Linked DNA regions of Mus musculus: regions 1 and 2 are each linked to region 3. Evidence: chromatin contacts called from public promoter capture Hi-C data. All regions are on one chromosome and are shown on one strand. Each heading gives the region's core, a stretch centred on a gene start, on an enhancer-like site or on the middle of the called end of the contact. The rest is flanking DNA. Distances are from core to core; before and after follow the strand shown. Region 1 has its middle 42 kb from the start of Gm35204. Region 2 overlaps Cdc5l (cell division cycle 5-like (S. pombe)). Region 3 overlaps Runx2 (runt related transcription factor 2).

The links. Promoter capture Hi-C pulls out the DNA fragments that hold promoters and counts their contacts.
Region 1: a promoter capture Hi-C map of liver shows a contact between it and region 3, with 2.0 times the contacts expected there. The contact joins two enhancer-like sites. A contact is called at or near these places in 5 of 39 promoter capture datasets (cranial neural crest, frontonasal cranial neural crest, liver and 2 more) and 1 of 115 datasets of contacts at active chromatin or transcription factors (pancreatic cancer cells).
Region 2: a contact with region 3 is called in a promoter capture Hi-C map of maxillary cranial neural crest. The contact joins two enhancer-like sites. A contact is called at or near these places in 7 of 39 promoter capture datasets (the HPC-7 cell line, cranial neural crest, frontonasal cranial neural crest and 4 more), 1 of 15 datasets of contacts at CTCF or cohesin (the NIH/3T3 cell line), 1 of 115 datasets of contacts at active chromatin or transcription factors (acute myeloid leukemia) and 1 of 9 other capture datasets (embryonic stem cells).

Annotation. Positions count from the first base shown.
Region 1 is chr17:45,338,481-45,342,271 of GRCm38.p6, reverse strand. No RefSeq gene overlaps it. Among named protein-coding and RNA genes, the nearest start is that of Gm35204, 42 kb to the right of the region's middle. Within about 2 kb of position 1,666, at least 29 of the 459 cell types and tissues checked have an H3K27ac peak or open chromatin away from gene starts, as enhancers often do.
Region 2 is chr17:45,402,296-45,406,166 of GRCm38.p6, reverse strand. Cdc5l (cell division cycle 5-like (S. pombe)) reads left to right here. Exons shown (of 16, transcript NM_152810.2): 14 at 1,376-1,573. Among named protein-coding and RNA genes, the nearest start is that of Cdc5l, 29 kb to the left of the region's middle. Within about 2 kb of position 2,441, at least 19 of the 459 cell types and tissues checked have an H3K27ac peak or open chromatin away from gene starts, as enhancers often do.
Region 3 is chr17:44,708,492-44,712,734 of GRCm38.p6, reverse strand. The region is part of intron 3 of Runx2 (runt related transcription factor 2); the gene reads left to right. Among named protein-coding and RNA genes, the nearest start is that of Runx2, 26 kb to the left of the region's middle. Within about 2 kb of position 2,719, at least 161 of the 459 cell types and tissues checked have an H3K27ac peak or open chromatin away from gene starts, as enhancers often do.

The DNA.
Region 1 (3,791 bases), core at 417-2,916, 630 kb before region 3:
GACTTGACGTGGGAACCACAAAATTAGCATAGCAATTTTCTGACAAAGAGAAAGGCTGCTGTGCCCCCTCCCATCTCGGGAGTCCGAGCTTCTGTTAGAAAACCTGTGCAATACAAAAACTGAGAAAGCCCGTGTGGCATGCAAGAGACCTACAAAGCCCCAGGACTGTTAGCATCTAACATTCTCTCTCCATTGAAAGTATATTCTTTCCTAAATGCTACTGTTTGGTACCCACTGCCACACAGTATCTGCCAATATCAGTCCTACTCCTGAAATCTGCCAATCAGTAGCAACCCTGAGATACTAGAATGACAGACACTCTTCTCCCAACTTTTTATAAGGAGGACACCAATATCTTAGTCCACTGTGAAGTTCCCGAGACCCTGGTAGCAAGAAGCAGATCAACAAATAGACTGCATTATTAGCCTAGGGTCACACAGCACAGGATCCTTCGGGAACAAAGAGACAAATCTGCAGAAATGAATGTACAACTGTGCTGAAGCGTGGGTGGAGCCAAAGGCTCTGATCTAATTGGAGAGCCCGTCTTAGCGTCTCTGTCTCAACAGCATTATTCTTTCTCTCTGGGAACAAGAAGGGCCCCTCTAGACACAGGACCTTTCTTTTTCTCCCTTTCCCTGTTCGATTTTTATAATAGGGATTAAACACAGGGTCCCACATGTGTTAAACAAGGATTAAAAAAAAAAAACTCTACATTTGGTCATTCTTCGGGGCAGGAAAACTTACGTTGCTGTCCAGAGAGGGGATGTATTGTAGCCTGAGGTAGGATAGGCCTGAGTGAGGGATCTGAGGTTGTTTAGAGAAGGATGCACATCCATATTACACAAAGGTAAAGGATCGGGGCTGCCTAGTGCATTATTACAAGAGGGTCTGTGCATAATTGAAAACCAATAGGGTCCCAGGCTGCTGTTACTCCCTGAGTTTCCCACTTTGGGGTAGCCCTTCCTGGTACTCAAATATTGCATTGGAATTAGACTGTCTGGGAAAGGATGTAACCACAATAGAGACAGCTGTCTGTAGTAAGGCCCTGGCTAGGAGCTGACAGCGGAGTGGCTGTCCACTGCCCCCGTTTCTAGCCATCCCACTGTGCAGTAGGTAATCTCTTGAAGAGCATATGGGTAACACATGACAGTGTCTACTGCTCAAGGTGTTTTACCTCCCAGGACGGTGAGTCTCTCTGATGAGTCACCCATGCTTTACTTGTATCAAAGCATTTATGACCCATGGTTACAGGTTGTTAAACATTGGGCTTGCAGGCCATTGCCAGCTCAGACGGGGCTGTCCTGGGGGTGGGGATGTTTCTACAGAGAGAGTGATAGGTGCTTTCTTGGTCTATTAAAGGGTCCTGAGGTCCTGTAATGTGGGCTGAGCACCCATCCCAGTGAAGCCCTGAGCAGACCCTAAGCCTTTCTTGGGGGATCTACCCAATATGGCTACTCACAACCTGCTTTTGGGGGTACCCGTGCTTTGCCAATAGCCCTGTAATTTCAAAGTTCCCCCCACCTCCATGGTCTCCTGGATCTGGGGGTGGAGGTTGGAACTGCTGAAGGGCTTGGTGGTGCAGGTCCCAGCAGTTAAGGTGACGGTTATGGCTTGGCCATTACTAGTGTTTTTTCCTTTGGAAGGGCAGCACAAAGCAAATACAGGTGCATTACTCTGGGAACTCAGAGGGAGGGCAAAGGGCCCTTCCCAGCCTCCCCATCTGTGCCAGGGCAGCCCAGGGCTGGCTGCCACGTGGAATGCTTTTGGTCCTGAGGATGATAGCAAGTGGAAGTGCATTGTAGGTGCAGAGGAACTCAGGATGGGGCTCTGAGGGGGTGCGTCCTCTGGAGAAGCCGAGGAAACATAGGGTGCAGGCATAAGCACCCAGGTGAAGGGGACACGGCTTGATTTGCTCCTCACATCTTGAAGGAGCCCAGAGTGGAAGAACCTTGTCCTAGAAAATTCTGGGCAGTAGCATAGATCTCTGCAGCTCTCAGGTTTTTCTTCTTCTTCCCTGGGCTCTGACTGTCATGGGAAGCTTGCTTTGATGTCCTCTGAGGCTCTGTCTCCTTGGCAGGTTCCAATCATCTTGGCTGTTCCCTTCTCCCTCCCAGGGTTAGAGAACATAGGCTGTAACTGGAAACTGCCCCCACAAGCCTGTGACACCCATTGGGGCCTTTATGGTCTCATCCCTGTGTCTCATGCCTCTGCTTGTTTCTCCACTCCCAGCCCGCCCCAGGATGCCTTTCTGGCTCTGCTTGCTATCTACCGTGACTGCCCAGCCAGCCTCTGCTGGTCCTTGCCAACAGATGAGGGCTGCTCACCCTGCTTGCTTCAGTTTCAAGGCATTTCCATCCTTTTGCCCAGTGACTATGACTCTTGATGATGAAAATAATAACAGCAACAAAGACAAAACTAGCCTGCTGAGGGTTGGGGACATTACGTAACTTGCCTAAGGTCCTGTAGTCAGAACCGAGGCTGGATAGGAGCTGCCTGGCTCTGAAGGGTATCACACGTTAGCTGTGTTTTTCTCCCCTGGATACTGGGACCCCCATCACACCCTTGATGGAAGCCATCCCCCATATTCAGGTTGGGGAGATGGAATCTCAGAGTCTCACTCCACAGTCTTCCATAACTACTGCCTTGCTGTTTCCCCTGACAACCTGTTTTCTCTTCTTGCTCCTGCTCAGAACCTCCTCCAGCCGTCTCTGGCCACTCGCTGCGTCACACGAAGCCTCATCTAGATAATTTTCCACTTCACACCGCAAAGAATAACAGAGCCAGGGGCTATTTGTGTAGGGAAAACTCCTCATAGCCAAGTGGCCCCGTGACCACGCTGGGCAGACAGTGGCTGCAGGGCATGGTGGCTGCAGGAGCTGGAAGAAATTAACTCCGGTGTAGATTTCCACTCATCCCTGGCTACTACGTTCGGGGTGGAGTTTCCATATTTCCTGGCCATCTGAATCCACTTCTGAGTCTTTAATCTCAGGCCCTGGTGGGGGGGCTCGTGCCTGGCCTCTTGAGAGACTAGGCATGCAGAAATTCTTGAGCCTCCCCTACTCCTCTGGGGAAGACTCTACTCAGCCTGCCACATTGGAGTTCGGAGATGGAGTTTGGGACATAAAATGTTTTCTAGGTCAACACATGGAGAAGTTGGAGGAGGAGCACCTGTGTGACTGGGAACAGAGGAGGCAGGGTGCTCAGAGAAGACCCTGATCTATTTGTGTCCTGAGTCCTTTAAAGCTTCACTCAGTCCTGCTGAGCAAGCTGAGCAAACTCTGCCCATCCGACTGACCAAGATGAGCCAAACTGGTGGGACTGGTATATCTCTATTGGTCTTCAAGTTAGACACAGTCTGTCTTGGGAAGAGTGTGGACTGAGGGAAGGACAGCTTTCTTCAGCACAACCAGATCTGAAGGAGCCCATAGCTGGAGGCTGCTGACTGAACCTTCAGAGCCCAGGACAGTTGTGCATCCTCGAGGAGTATGCCAGCCAGCTTCCCGATACTATAATCAACACCCAACACGATCCTTTACAAAGAGAAAAGGTATCTCTCAGTTCATGATTTCCAATGTTGCAGCCCAGTTGGCCCCTTTGTTTTTGGGCCTGTAGCAACATGACACGGTAGGAGCAGGTGGCAGAGCAAAGCTGACTCTCCCTGTTCAGAATATAAAGGGGAGAAGGAGCTAGGGTCTTACTGTCTCCTTCAGGGTCACGTTTCAGTGACCGACAGGACTTCACTAGGCCCCACCTTGTGAAGATTCCACTGGAGTAGTGCCAAGCTGAGGACT
Region 2 (3,871 bases), core at 1,192-3,691, 690 kb before region 3:
TTCGTGGTCAGTGCCTTTACCTGCTGAGCTGTCTTGTAACCCAGAGCCCATTTTACAGTTGAGAATTGGGCTCAGAGGAGTTAAGTATTGCAGGCAGCCACTTAAACAGGGAAGCAGTGATTGAACCCTAGCCTGCTCAGTTCCTTCTCTCTCATTCTGCCATCTAAAAGTGTTTCTTTAGTAGAGAGCCTTTCACCCTTTCACCTTGTGACATGAGGAGACGGTGGGGTGGAGCACCCCTAAGCCAGCAGTGGTGCCTCTGGCTTAGGAGCCTGCCTCAGTTGATTACTACTGGTATGGTTCTGGACAAGTTGTTTAATTTCAGTAGTTTCACTAGCTTTAAAATGAAGTCAATATTGGCTAGTTTGTAAAGTGGTTATATGTTTTTTTTCTTTTTTAAGAGAAAGTCTTACAGCAGGGCGTGGTGGCACACGCCTTTAATCCCAGCACTCAGGAGGCAGAGGCAGGTGGATTTCTGAGTTCGAGGCCAGCCTGGTCTACAAAGTGAGTTCCAGGACAGCCAGGGCTATACAGAGAAACCCTCTCTCAAAAAAACCAACCAATCAAACAAACAAAAAAAGAGAAAGTCTTACTATGTCACCCTGGTTCTGGAATTTGCTCTGTAGACTAGGCTGGCTTTGGACTCTCATGCTTTATATCTGCCATGGTTAAAGTTTTTGGAGGTAATGAGAGTTGTCCAGTTTCTGACCTTTAGTGACTGGTATGTACTTGAGAGATGTTGCTGTATAATGAATAATAGCGGTGTTGGTGCTCTTGGGAAACCACGAATACTTGACTTTTTAAAATCAGTTTATCTTGGAGCCCTTAGATCTTTCTTTCTCTGTGTATCCTTGTATGTGTGTGTTGTATGTGTATGTGTGTGTTGTATGTGTGTGTTGTATGTGTATGTATGTGTTGTATGTGTATGTGTGTGTTGTATGTGTATATGCCCATGTGCATGCTAGAGGACATAGGTTATATTTATCACCCTCAGCTCTGTGTCCTTGAGACATAGGATATAGTCTGTATTGTTTTTTTTTTCACCGAACCAAAAGCTTGCTGTTGCTGAGTTGGCTGGCTGAACTATAGGCACATGGTCATGTCTGTGGTTTTCTCCCTGCCCCCCCCCCCCCTTTTAAATGGGTTCTGGGGATTCAAACTCAGGTCTTCAAGTTTGCAAAGTAGCTACTCTTACCCATGGAGTCATCTCCCTAGCCCCTACTTAGAGGCTATTTAGCTCAGGTATTGTCCATCCCCTTCTAGAGAACAACCAACCAAACCTTACCATTGGTTTAAGGAAGGAGGAAATAAGCTAGTCTTGAGCTTTATGGTGGTAGAAAGTGTATGCTTCAACTTAAATTATTACTGTAAACAGGCCCAGGATGCTCTGGTACAAGAGATGGAAGTGGTCAAACAAGGAATGAGCCATGGCGAACTCTCCAGTGAAGCTTACAACCAGGTGTGGGAGGAATGCTACAGTCAAGTCCTCTATCTTCCTGCTCAGAGCCGCTACACTCGTGCTAATCTTGCTAGCAAAAAGGACAGAATTGAATCACTTGAAAAGAGACTTGAGGTTGGTATCCATTTGCTTATATGTTTAAAAATCGATTATTATTGTGTGTATGATGTGTATGTAAGTGCTCGAGGAAAGCTTTGTGGAGGCAGTTCTTTCATTTCCTTCTAAGTGGGGTTTGCCTTGAATTCCTGCTGCTAGGCTTGCGCTGCATTCACTTTTACCTGCTATCTTCATTGCCCTTGGTATCCTTTTAAAATTCCAATTCAGTTGAAATTGTGAGCCAGTTAATACGTCTGGTGACTTAAGTACTAGGGCTGGACAGCTGATTGCTTTGTAGTTCTTGAACACTTTGCTGGGTACTCTTCCCTCAATCAGAACCTTTATTTACGTGAGGGAGGGAGAAGGAGTTACTAAAGTCAAGATGGGTCAGTGAGATCACAGCAGTGGGAGTTTTGATCTATAGCTCACAGAGCACCGACATTTACAGAAACTCAGTACATTTTTGTGTATCCTGCAGTTGAGTTAGAGTGGAGTTGCTATGCAGACAGTGGCTCTGTGATTTCCTATGTCTGTGATGCATTGAAGCCTATTAACAGCAGTGGTTTCTTAATAGAATGTTCATGTTCTGAATTCCAGAATCTCTGTAGACATTTTGCAGTGGCATGTAAATAACACAGACTGCCAGGCTGCCTTGTGGGTTCTGGTTGTTGTTGTTGTTTTTGACAGGGTCTTACTGTGTCACTATGCCTATCACTGGAACTTACTGTGTAGATCAGGTTGGTCTCAAGCTCAGACATCTGCCTACCTCTGCCTCTCCAGTGTGAATAAAGATGTGAGCCACCACACACAGCATGCTTTCTAGACTCTTACTCGTGGTCTTTAGGGATGTGTCTGAGGCCAAGATGGAATAGAGAAGGGAAAAGGGATTCTTCAGGACACTGGATGCAGAAAATGACCTAAGCTTCCTCTTTCATGTGATTGTTAGTTTTTCTTTATAGAAAGTAAATTTGAGAGTATTTTTGTTTAGGGTTAAATCTAGATATTAGAATTAATTGTGGTAGTTGGGGCTGTGTGGAACTAGAGAAATGAACAGGAAAAAACAGTGTCTTCTAATATGAATCTTTATGACCACTTATTGTCATACCTTTGTGCTTGTAGAGTTAGGAAATTAGTCTTTGTAATGTAATTCTTGCAGTGCCAGGGCCATGAGTGTTGTAGTTTTATGACTTCCAGCAGGTGGCACTGTTGCTCTGTTTTAATTCATAATGAAAGCTCTCGGAGACAGAACACGAGTGGTTAAATTGTAGGTTATACTTTGTGTCGTGCAGGCTTCTTTTCTTACAAATGACAGTTATAGATCTAAGGCCAACTTTGTAATTGATTGGTAGGCTGTTTGGAATGCTTTCTTGTAACATTTATATATAAATACTTCAATCTCTCACTTTGTTTGAAAAATCTCAGTTTGAGGTGGGTAAACTCTCTCTGCTGCAGATCAAGGACATCTTAATGTTGTTTAAAATGAAGAGGATAATCCCCCTGAATCTCACTTACTCTGCTGAGGCTCTAACTTGAATCTCACTTACTCTGCTGAGGCTCTAACTTTCATGACAGCAAACAAATGTCACAGCGTGAGTGCTGCTGTGAAGTCCAGTGACTCTTCTCTGTTGGATCAGCCCTGAGAATTCTGAAGGGAATAGCACAGCGAGCCTCCGCTGTTCTGTTCTGTTCTGTTGGAGAGGTACTTGGGTTGTTGTGAGCAGTCATTAAAAACATGTGGTTCTCTTTGTTCACTTCATACCAGGACTGAAGTCTTCTGTTGAACTGTTTTTGTTGAGGGATTGCTGATGTTGGAAGAATATTCATAAAACAGTCTAAAGTACTTTTTTTTCTCTTTTTGACTCTTGGGTAACTTGGCTTATTGTTAACCCAGCTAGTTAATTTTAAGGAATATTTAATCAAATCTTTCAATTAGTAAACTCTTATTCCAAAAGAACGTTTATTAAGTCTTCAGGAAGAAGAGAAGCAATTCAGAGATCCAAATAAACAAAGCTTCCATTTAGTGTGTATCCATCCATAAATCACAGCTAGATTTCTCAGAGCTCCTGAAGACAACAGTTTACTGGTTTGAAATATATAAATACTTTATTTCAACTGTGTGGTGATTCTTTCATCATCTCAGTTGATTGCTAAATTATAAACATCATTCAGAGTTCACTGTGAGGAGGAACTGTAGTTAGATGGTGTAGCTAACTGCTAATCCTCTACTTGAGGCTCAGGAAGGTGGGCTTTCTGGGCAAGCACAGTGCACCATGGCTGCCAGTGTTTGACCTTTGCTGCCATGAACTTTGGAATAGT
Region 3 (4,243 bases), core at 1,470-3,969:
CCATGGTGTTTCACAGCCTCTCCCTCTCCACATGCTCTCCCTAGAAGTTCTCACAAGCAGATACTGGCTTCCTGCATGGCAGTTCAAGGCTCCCTAAGGTGCAGAATAGAGGCAACTAGGTTGTCGTGAGGCATAGGCTCAGAGCCAGCATGGTGCTACCACTCCTACACTCTCTTGGATAAATCAAGACACAGGTCAAGCACAGGTAGAAGAGGAAGGGACCATACAAAGTCAATGGCTTGGGTGGCATGTGGGTGGCTCCCCAGACTGTAAGTGTGGTAGGCACGTGTGCATGCTTAGTTCTTAAAGTTCCAGGGAGAGACTCCACATTACAGTCACAGCTTCATTGTGACTTAAGCAGATCTCCAGGATATGTAGTGAGCGAAAGGGTATTACATTGCCGTGCTGATATTAATCAGCATATTAATATCAAAGGGAGCCACACCAATATCCATAGGAGAGAAGGAAAAAAATGATGTTACAAGGCTGCCTTAGCAGCACAGTATCCCCCAGCAGAACTATGCATCCACAAGTATCCAAGCCTGAAATCTCATCGTTGGTGCCATCCATGTTTGACATGTAACAGGTATATGTGAGTGAGTGGACATCTGAGCATTTCTGTGCATTGAACCTCCAGGAAGTAAGCCATCTACTCTCAAGGAGAGATTCAAAATACCCGAGTCTATGCTCCCTGCAGGACTTTGTTCGATGTGGCTGGCCACCTCCCCCTGCCACGTTGGGAGAATGGAGAAGCCCTGGAGAACCCTGCTTTGGCCTCAGCATTCTAATCCCTTTCCCACAGGTGCAGGGCACGGGGAGGTAGCACCACCTCTCTCTGCTCGTCTCTTCTCTTCAGTGTCTGGGAAGTCACTGTGTTTGAAGGAAGCCTTAGTATGGTGGTTTGTGTAGCTTGTGACCTGGGTCCTGAAGACAAACTGCTTCTTCCTCCTGTTTTACAGATTTCCAATGGTCCCCAATTGCATCAACAAATTTTGTTCTCTAAAGAGGCTTTATTCCTCTGTATTCTTTTTTTGTTGTTGTTGTTGTTCCTTCAAGATTTATTTTTATTTATGTGTGTGCGCATGTCTGTGTATGGGCCTGAGCCTATGGGTGTGGGCATTTGCAGAGGCCAGAAAAGGACTTTGGAGCTTTTGGGGCTGGAGTCACAGGTCATTGTGAGCTTCCCAGTGGGGGTGCCTGAGAACCCCAACATGGTCCTCTGCAAGACCAGTGAGTGCTCTTAGCTGCTGAATTTTCCCTCCAGCCCTTCCTCCATATTCCTGAGACATGTCTGCTGGCAGAAGTTTTACCTTACTACACTGAAGGCAGGGGTCAAAGCAGTGTCTCCTTGCTCTTTGTGTAGCTCTATTGGGTTCTGGGCTGTCCCCCAGGCCTATGAAGTGCTGGAGAGGACTGGAGGGTTAAGGCTTTCTCTTCCTCATTCCAGATAACATCTGGGATGGCTCACCCTTCTTCTCTGCCATTACTTTGTATCCTTCTTGAGCTTTTTCTGATGGCTGGCCGTGACTTTTGCTTGCTTAGGAATGGTGGATGAGTATTTAGAGACTGGTCACTCGTGAACAGAGGTGGGCGGGGACAGGTAAGCTGTGTCACATGGATGAAGTGTAGAAACACTTTAAGATTATGTGCTGTTTCTGGGAGAGCTTCCTATCTCTACATCCCTGCTGTCTATGAAGGCATTTCCTGGGCCCTGTACTGATGCCAGTAGCCTGAAGTCTAGTTTTCCCTGAGAAACATGAATAAAAAGCCCTTAAGTTCTCCCTCTATGTCTCTGCCTGCCTGCCTGTCAGTCTATCTGTCTGTCTGTCTCTCTTTCTCTGTGTCTGTGTGTACATATTCATGTACACACATGTGTGTGGGGTGCATGTACACATGTAAGTGTGTATGTGTGTGTGTCTGTGTGTGTGTGTCTGCATGCACATGTGTAGGTAACTGTGTGGTGGTGGGTGTACATGCTTACATATGAATGTGTGTGCGTGTGTGCATATAGCACAAGTGTGTGGGGTCTACATGCACATTTGTGAGCGTTGTGTGAAGGTCAAAGGTTAATGTCGTTTCTGAGGCCAGGTCTCTCACTGAGTCTGCAGATGAGTCCCTAGGATCTTCACGGGTCTTCCACCTCAGCCCTGGCACCTCAGGCCTGCACTGCTGTGCTCAGCCTTTAATGCGGGTGTGAGGAACTCTGCACTCAGGCCTCAGGTTTGTGTAGCAGGCCTTTACTAATCAGACCGTCTCCTCAGCCCTAAGCATTTGACTACTAGATTTTCACCTGGCTTGCTCACTGTTTTCCAAGGTCCCCAAGCAAAGGAAATTACAGGCAAGTTCCATATTTTGATATTTGCAAACTTGCATCTATAAAGAGCAGCTTGATTGGTATAGATGCCAGTCATTTGGCCCCCTACTATATAAAATATTATTTTAAAATTCTAGTAACAGCAGGAAGATCCCTTCCCGTACTCACCCCCTCTCTTTAAGGAAACAGTGCTGGTGGAGGTTGGCCCTGGTGTCTGGTAGAATTTGGTGGAATGTGCTCTCTAGAAGAGCAGTTTTAAATCTCTTTCAGTACTTTTCTTTCTGTTGTTGACTGACTGTCAGGAGCTGGGAAGGTGGCCAAGAAGGAAATGACACATCGAGAGGCATTTTGCGTTGTGCAAGAGTCTGGGACTGATGCAAGGCTATATGGCCTGTTTACACATTCCTTCGCTAGCAGACTGCATGGCAGTAATTTAATTCAGGAGCGCATGGCATGCTGCAGCAAGGAGCTATGGCCTTAGCATCCTTTCATGGCAAATTATCACAGCCGTTAAAACATGCTCATGTCCCTCCTGTGCACTCCCCTGGCTACCCCCCCCCCCCCCCCCGCTAGGCTTGCTTTCTCATCGCCTGGGACTGGAGTTAACAGCAGCCTTGCTGGGGAGGCCCACTTTCCACATGCATCCCATCCCAGTTGATGGATTTATTTCTAACTAAATATAGCATTCAAATGATACGTGTGTTCTAGGGTTCTCAATCCACACGCAGGCTCCATTCGAATGTGTCAGTACTTTCTCAGGTCAGGAACGGTTTGTTCTTAAAATAGTGCTAGGGACTGAAAAAAAAAGATTGATTTTTTTTTAAAATGGGGAGGTTTCTTATTTATGAAAATGGCTTTTCTTTCTTCTGAGAAACAACTTGTGATAGATCACTGAGAGATCCCTTGCTTCTGTTTTGGGTCATGTAGTATTTTACCCAGTGGCTACTTGATTTGTATAGCATAGTTTATACTGACAGATGATAGTGGGAGAGAGAGTGATTGTTTTACTTTTTTTTTGTGGCCATAATTGTTCCTAGGTAGGATTTTCATATTGATGACATTTATGCTGTCAACTGAAGCATGGCTTTCCCTTCACATAAAATTCACGTGTAAGTTTTAATTGGGGCAACTTATGGGAACGTAATTGTTCTTGACTTTGAAGTGATTTGGGAAGCAAAGAGAACATAAAAACACTGAGTTCTTAAGGATTAATACGGCCTTTATAAATGATGGTTAAAAGAAGAGACTCTTTATGATGTGGCGCCCAAGTAGCAAGTGAAAGGCTACCCTGTGCTTCTGGTAACCTCTCTACTAGTCTGCTGTTCTCTACTAGTCTGCTGTTCTCTGGTGCTGAAAGCCTATTTGCTAGTAGACCAAAGCCTTTCCGTTAAAAATTGAAGGTTGAGGCTTTAACTTATAACATCTCCAGAAACAGTTAAGTCAGGCTTGTGTTCATGAGCAAAATAAATAAATAAATAAATGTGATGGGAACCTCCTTCTGTAGGAGCAGAGTTCAAGGCAGAGAGGAAGAATTGCTGAGTGATTTCTACTTGCCAAGGTCTTGGCAAGTAAGATGTAGAAAGTAAACAGAGACAGCCAGAGTGCACGCATCATAAGTCTCTGCTCCTCTTGGAGACCTCGGACACCAGCATTAAGCACCGTCGTTGGCTGTGGGTCGGTTCTCACAGGGGGCTGAGTGTACTGTTCATGGCTGGTACACTACTTCAGAATATGTTTTTGTTATTGTTGCTGCTGCTGTAATTTTAAAGTAGGAGTGGTTTTTTTTTTTGTTTTTTTTTTTTTTGTGGTGGTTGTGGTGGTGGGGCGTCTATATTTTGAACTTACCTTCTCTTGCAAAGATTTCCTGCCATAGAATTTTCCTTGTCTAGTTTTATTCTAGATACACATGGCGCCTCTTCCCCTCCGAGG